2 separate regions of the Mus musculus genome follow, and region 1 is linked to region 2. The links are chromatin contacts, called in public Hi-C maps. All regions are on one chromosome and are shown on one strand. The core of a region is the stretch at or near the end of the contact, and the rest is flanking DNA. Distances in the headings are between cores, read along the strand shown. Region 1 overlaps Smyd3 (SET and MYND domain containing 3). Region 2 overlaps Smyd3 (SET and MYND domain containing 3).

The links. A called contact is a pair of places that touch in the nucleus more often than the background predicts.
Region 1: a Hi-C map of uterus shows a contact between it and region 2, with 3 times the contacts expected there. The contact joins two enhancer-like sites. A contact is called at or near these places in 10 of 484 Hi-C or Micro-C datasets (the C2C12 cell line, the MC3T3-E1 cell line, the N1E-115 cell line and 3 more) and 1 of 115 datasets of contacts at active chromatin or transcription factors (vascular smooth muscle cells).

Annotation. Positions count from the first base shown.
Region 1 is chr1:179,141,854-179,144,856 of GRCm38.p6, forward strand. All of the region lies in intron 5 of Smyd3 (SET and MYND domain containing 3), which reads right to left. Among named protein-coding and RNA genes, the nearest start is that of Gm31349, 180 kb to the right of the region's middle. Within about 2 kb of position 1,713, at least 29 of the 459 cell types and tissues checked have an H3K27ac peak or open chromatin away from gene starts, as enhancers often do. A contact at or near this core is called in uterus, where this site is marked.
Region 2 is chr1:179,058,776-179,061,934 of GRCm38.p6, forward strand. The region is part of intron 8 of Smyd3 (SET and MYND domain containing 3); the gene reads right to left. Among named protein-coding and RNA genes, the nearest start is that of Gm31349, 270 kb to the right of the region's middle. Within about 2 kb of position 1,431, at least 88 of the 459 cell types and tissues checked have an H3K27ac peak or open chromatin away from gene starts, as enhancers often do. A contact at or near this core is called in uterus, where this site is marked.

The DNA.
Region 1 (3,003 bases), core at 463-2,962, 83 kb after region 2:
TGATATCTCCAACATCTCAAACATTCAGAAGCTAACCTGCAGAGAGAGTGTCTCTATCCTTTTGAGGACTGAATTTCTAAAGCATTAATGGGACAGCACTGAGTTCTCTACAAAATTAAGCAGGAAAAAGCTTGCTACATCAGGTGTGAAGAGAGATTCCAGTCTACTGGGCAGGAAGACCATGTTTTTGGAGTCTCCTCCCACCTGCTCCCACTGCAGGGTCCACACACAGACATCTTGGTGATGCACTTTGCAATGTGAGTGTGCTGTAGATTCAACAAAGAAAAATGAGGTGTGAAGAGAAGAGGAAGCTCATTGGTAGAGAAGACTGGTGGGTGGGCTTTAGAAGAAGACTGTAAAGGTCAAAGATATGTTGTCGAGTGAAGATATGTAGACACAAGGAGGTGCTGGGATAGATGGGCAAAACATACCAGTTCTCACTCCATTAGGCTTCAGGGCATCCCAACAGGATGCTCTTACCCACTCTCAGGAGCCACAGTGGGGCATCTAGTGTATCTATGCGACCACAGTGCCATCTAGTGGAGTGGTGGAATTATTATTTTTTAATGACCTCTTCAGAACCATACAGGATCAAACCCACATTGAAAAGACTCCAGGCACTAAGTTAGGGTGACAGAACGCTCTTATCAATAAACATGCTCACAGATCTTGATGTCTTATAGGTTACTTCTCAAGACAAGGGAGGCATAGCTACAGTCTGACTTCAACACCATTCCATAGTTACCCTTTTGTGTTGGCTCCTTATCGAGACATTCAGTGAAAAAAGTCATAAGACAATAACACAGGCTTAGCATACACGTGAGGTATAGCTATCTCAGATATAGTCACTAACTAGGTCCTAATATCCATTTTCTGCGGCTTTTTACCACCCACAATTTCCGCATGAAACTCCCCAATAAGAAATACGACGACAGTGTAAGCCAGGCGTGGTGGCGCACTCCTTTAATCCCAGTACTCAGGAGGCAGAGGCAGGCGGATTTCTGAGTTTGAGGCCATATAAAACATGGGTCCCAAATGTGTCATCAGTATTTCTGTGTCTTCTGTTACTGATTCTGGGGAGCAAAACAGGGTGGGGGGTGCTAAAGTTCATACTCTGTTTGGCTTAGGTCTGAACTGGAATCCAGAACCACAGACTTGTTAGTCTCATGCCTGTGTGTGAGATGGGTGTGGTGCGAGGATTTCATGAGACAAGGTATCCTATCAGCAGAGGGAATGCTACAAGTTCATTTCCTTTCTGCTGCCTTCTGAACAGATCTCTCAGAGAAGTAACAAGTCTCAATTTTTAGTTGAGCTGCCAGAGTTACATTCCTTGCTTCTAACTGAGAGAAGGGGAAACCCTTCTGAAATCCTGACTCTCAACCCATCCGCCAGCCCAGTTTCTACTTGAAAGTCAACCAGTTAATGAGTGAGGGGTGCGGATGGAGTCCTGCCAGCCACAGTACCAGGAGAGTTCATAACACATTTGACTTTAATTCATGTGTACTGTAATCCTGTGGGTTAAAGGACCGTAAATGTTGTTCTGGTTTTTCTTATACTTCAAAGGAAGCAATTTAATGGCCATGAATTATAGTCCCTCCATTACAGCGTAACTAAGAAACACAACTGTTTCTCGTAGGATTGCCAATCTGGCTCCTTCACTAAAGGAACTTCAAGGCAAGAATTTAAACAAAGTAACGCATTCGGGCTCTCGGGCTTCCTCATGCTGTGGGATGCTCTGCTCTCAGGAGCCCTGAGAATCAGAGGTCACCCTGAAGGCTATGTAAGGTTGAGGCCTGGTTGAGCTGTGGATGGGCCAACTGGTAAGATGTGTGGATCTGTGTGTGTGTGTGGGGGGAGGGGGGACCATAAGATACAGTGAAAGGAAATACTGTTTCCCTGGGAGGCCCACGCGGTACAGGTGCTACCAGAAACAAAACAAAAGCGATAATATCATTTATTTAATAAATAGAAGCCACAGCAACATAAATAAAGGCCAGGCGTGTTGGGGGTATAACTGCAACCCTAGCCTAGCACTCAGGAAACTGAGACAGGAGAACTCAGGGTTTGAGGCTAGTCTGGGCTGTATAGTAAAACCCTGTCAGAAAAGGAAAAGAAAGGGAGGGCTGGGGGGCGGGGAGGGGAGGAAAAAAGAGGGAGATGTTTAACAAATATAAACTCCTCCTATCTTTTTGTCAACTGATAGTCCAACAGAAAGACCATAAACTATTCTCATTGCCCCAAGAACCAAGATACACAGCACAGCTTTTCCTTACGGTAACCAAAACAGCTCTGGAGGCTGAGAAGCGGTCGGCATATGGTGGAGCAATTTCATCATCACGACCTGGACTTGATTTGCAATCCTAATTCCTCAGCTCACTCCCTGTCAAGATTTAGACAACTTCCTTAAGCTCTGGTTTGCTCATCTACAGGAGACAGCACTCCATCTCCATACAGAGGCTGCCACGGAAGCAAAGACAAGATAATGTGAACTCGAGGAGATGAATGCAGCCTTGGGGAGTTCCAGTCCTCCAGCATGCTGAAAGCCAGCAGTCACCAGGCCAGGCTGGAGGACAAAAGGAGGAGGCAGAGTCGAAAGGATATTACAAGGAAACAAAACAATACACCCTAATGGCCCGTTTACTTACTGCTAGTCCTTCTCAAACAGAAAACAATGAACACTGACTGCACAGGTGAAAGGATGTGTGGTGGAGGCCTGGCATACAAAGATGTTACATAGTTTATGAGTGTGTGTGTGTGTGTGTGTGTGTGTGTGAGAGAGAGAGAGAGAGAGAGAGAGAGAGAGAGAGAGAGAGAGAGACCGAGAAAGACCCGCCTTTCTCCCATAAATTGAGGAAATATGTACAGAAAGTGGGCTGTGATACACAAACCATGTATAATTCTGACTACTCTTAAGGTTATTTTCAAAAGAATCCATGGGTACAGTTGTGTGACAAAGTGCTTGTGGAACACACGGAAAGCCCTGGGTTCTTTTTATCCCTGGGA
Region 2 (3,159 bases), core at 181-2,680:
CCAGAGGCTTCCTCTGGTTTCAAAGTAGACACGGTGCCTTTCAGGGGCCAGTAGTCACCAGGAATGAGAGAGCCAAGTTTCCTCAATAGGGTAGGGTCCTGGCACAGGTGGCTGGACACATCCTTGGGAAGTGGCTGCTGGCAACATCCGATGAAGCATTAGAGGTACCAATCCGGGTTTACCTTGCAACAGGAAGCCACAGACAACTCTACTTGCTAGGTTTGCAAGCGCTTGATGTTGGAACTCTTGTGCTAGCTTAATTTCAGATGGTTCTCATTAAAATGGAGAAAGAGAAGGGCGATCTGCCTTCCTGTGTTTCCTGTTATCCGATCCCCACGTAAACTCTAATTAGATTGATCAGAGAGGAGGAGGAGGATAGGATCGGAACGGAATTAAGGAACACTTATAAACTTCCCTAGTGAGGCAACAATTCCAGTGTGTTAAAAGGAAGAAGGGGTACTCTGTTACTTTATATTAAAAAGAAAGTAGCATACGGTTCAAATAGCATGCCTGTCCTCTGGAGAGGGGCAGGGAGCCCTGAAATAAAACCCAGGATGGGAACAGTCTAATCTTCAGTGTCTTTGACTGCAGTACTTTGGTTCATGGATAACATACTGGGACTAATAGATTAGCTCACAGGCTCATTCAAGAACCTTTATGATTAACAGGAAACATCAACTGGAACCAATTTCCACTTCCTTTGGCAAAAATACCTGAAAGCAGTCCAGGTTTAACTTAGGGGGAGAAAACGGTTCTTTCATAACATGGGAAAAAAGGCTGAAACCAGAGCATTCACCATTGTATGAACCCCACGGCAGCCAATGGGCACAGTGGGCACGAAGGGGTGTGGAGGGAAAGGCAAGAATGCTTGCTACTTAAGACAGAATCAAACTGCTGTGTGCCCCGATCAGGCATTAGGGAGCAAAGGTGTGTCTGCTTTTCACTCTGGCACAAACCGGCTTTGTAGAAACTACACAGTTTTACAAGGCAATGTCCGTGCAACCCATCTCAGGTTCAAGGTTAAATTTCCAGTGACGGAGAAGTTCCAGGAGGAAGGGGACGTTCACGTCACAGCGAAGCTCCTGCAACCACCAAAGCCATTTACACTGGCAACACCCGCATCTACAAAAGTTGGGGCTTTCTGAGAGCTGAGCCACACCAGTGGAGCCTGCTGACGATCCGTTTTTACAGGCAGCATTCTGCAGGGAACAGGCATGATGGACCAACATGCAGAGGCAGTTAAACATTCTGGGAGGATATTTAAGGGAGCACCTCTTTGCATCTTCCCCATGCTGCAGAGTCAAGCGCCTGAGAACGCACAGTGGGGATCATACAAAGCGTGAGGCTACTGGCTTGGCTCGCAAAGGCACATTCAAACGAATTCTTTTCACATTTGTGGAGAAACTATCCAACGGATGGCTTGTGCGGCTGTAAATGCATGTGACTCAGGCCGAGTTCTGCCAGTCTCCTTTTGTAAACACCACGAGGTGGGAGGTTTGAGACTCTGGGAAAAATGCAAAGATTTTTACAGGAAAACTGTCCTAATGCAGGCAGCCATGAAGATAAAGTACACCCCGCCCCCTGCGTGCCCCAAATTTCAGGACAGGTTTTATTTTAATGGAGACTGAAACCACAGCTCTCTGCTCCTTAATCTTTTTTATGTCCCTTACTGGGAGCAGCTGCTTTCACTCACCTCTACATACAGACAGGAAATTGCTTCAAACTACAACAGAACAGATTTAAGGGGCAACATCCTGATGGTGAAGGTTAGGATGGGCTAGATGCAGGCGTTCCAAAGACATTTCAAAATAGGATGAGGGCTGGCTGTGTGCTAGAGCCCTCGCCAGGCCATTGGCTTGATCCCCAGCACTGAATTGATCACTGGACAATTTTAGGTCGCAGGCTCGAGGCATTGTGTGGCAGAAACCACGAAAGCAGCATCAAGGAGTTGGGACTCAGCTCCCAGCTCTGCTGTTGGCCAGTCAGTTGCAAGACTCAGAGCTAGACCCAGTGCCTCGGTGAAAACTCGATTATGGTTACCATGGAGATGGAAACTAATCGTTCCAGTCCATTGGTCACATAGGTGTCTGCGGTGCCTGAGGACAGTTCTTAGACTCAGAGAGTAGAGACTTTGAGCATGTGTGGTCCTGCAAATTGCAAGCCCCTTCCTTCCTTCTTTCTTCCCCTTCTTCCTTCTATTTTAAGCTGAGTTTTCTCCAGCACCACCCCAGCCAGAACAGAGAGAGTATGTGGCACAGAACAAAGACTGTACTCAACATGGCACCGCCTGTTGCCAAGCCCAGACTTGGACCAAGGGTATTTAATTTGTGTGCTTCCCCTGACATCCATGATTGTAACGGTCAGTAGGGGTGATAGCCAAAACCCAGGCAGCTTATGGCATTTGTTTATCTCCTAAGACAAGCACATCAGATTACTTAACCTGTAATCCCCAAACAAGTGGTGAGTTTGGCTGGGGCCCACACTTGCAATTTCAGATAACCAGTCAGTCCTGTGACACAAGTGTAGAGACACTTTTAAAGAAGGTCAGCGCTGGGGTAACCAAAGAAAATTATGTCATTAGGGAATCAGAAGCCACGCCTTAATATCTGTTAGTGCAACTTCTGGTAGCACACTAATCTATCTTTCTCTCTTTTATTTTTCAGAGCTTGGATGCACAAATCCACAAGAACTTCCTTATGCTTAATGAGGCCACATCGGACTCCTCTGACCTCGTGCCAAATGAACAAAAAGCTCAAGAAGACTATGTCACAGTTTGAGGGGTACAACATCAAAACTTTGCTTAAAAGTAGAGGAGGTCTATCTTGTCTTTCAATAAGTATGCAGACACATACTTCCGGAGTCTGGTGCTCCTGAGGGGTGCAGGGGTCACTGCAGAAGGCCATCACTCCCAGGCTATGGGGTTGACAGGGCCACCCCTTTTTCACCTTGGGAAGAGAGGAGGCCAGCATATGGCATGGCTCTTCTTCATCCTACCTCATAGCCACAAGTGACCCTGCTCTGAACCACCAAGACTCGGATGCTCTTCTTAGCAACTGTGCATCCCAGGGAAGTGAAGTGCTGTCTGGCTGCATGGCCCGTCTTTCCCCTGGCGCCCCACCAACAGAAAGCACATGTCTGCATTTTATATTCCCGTAAACT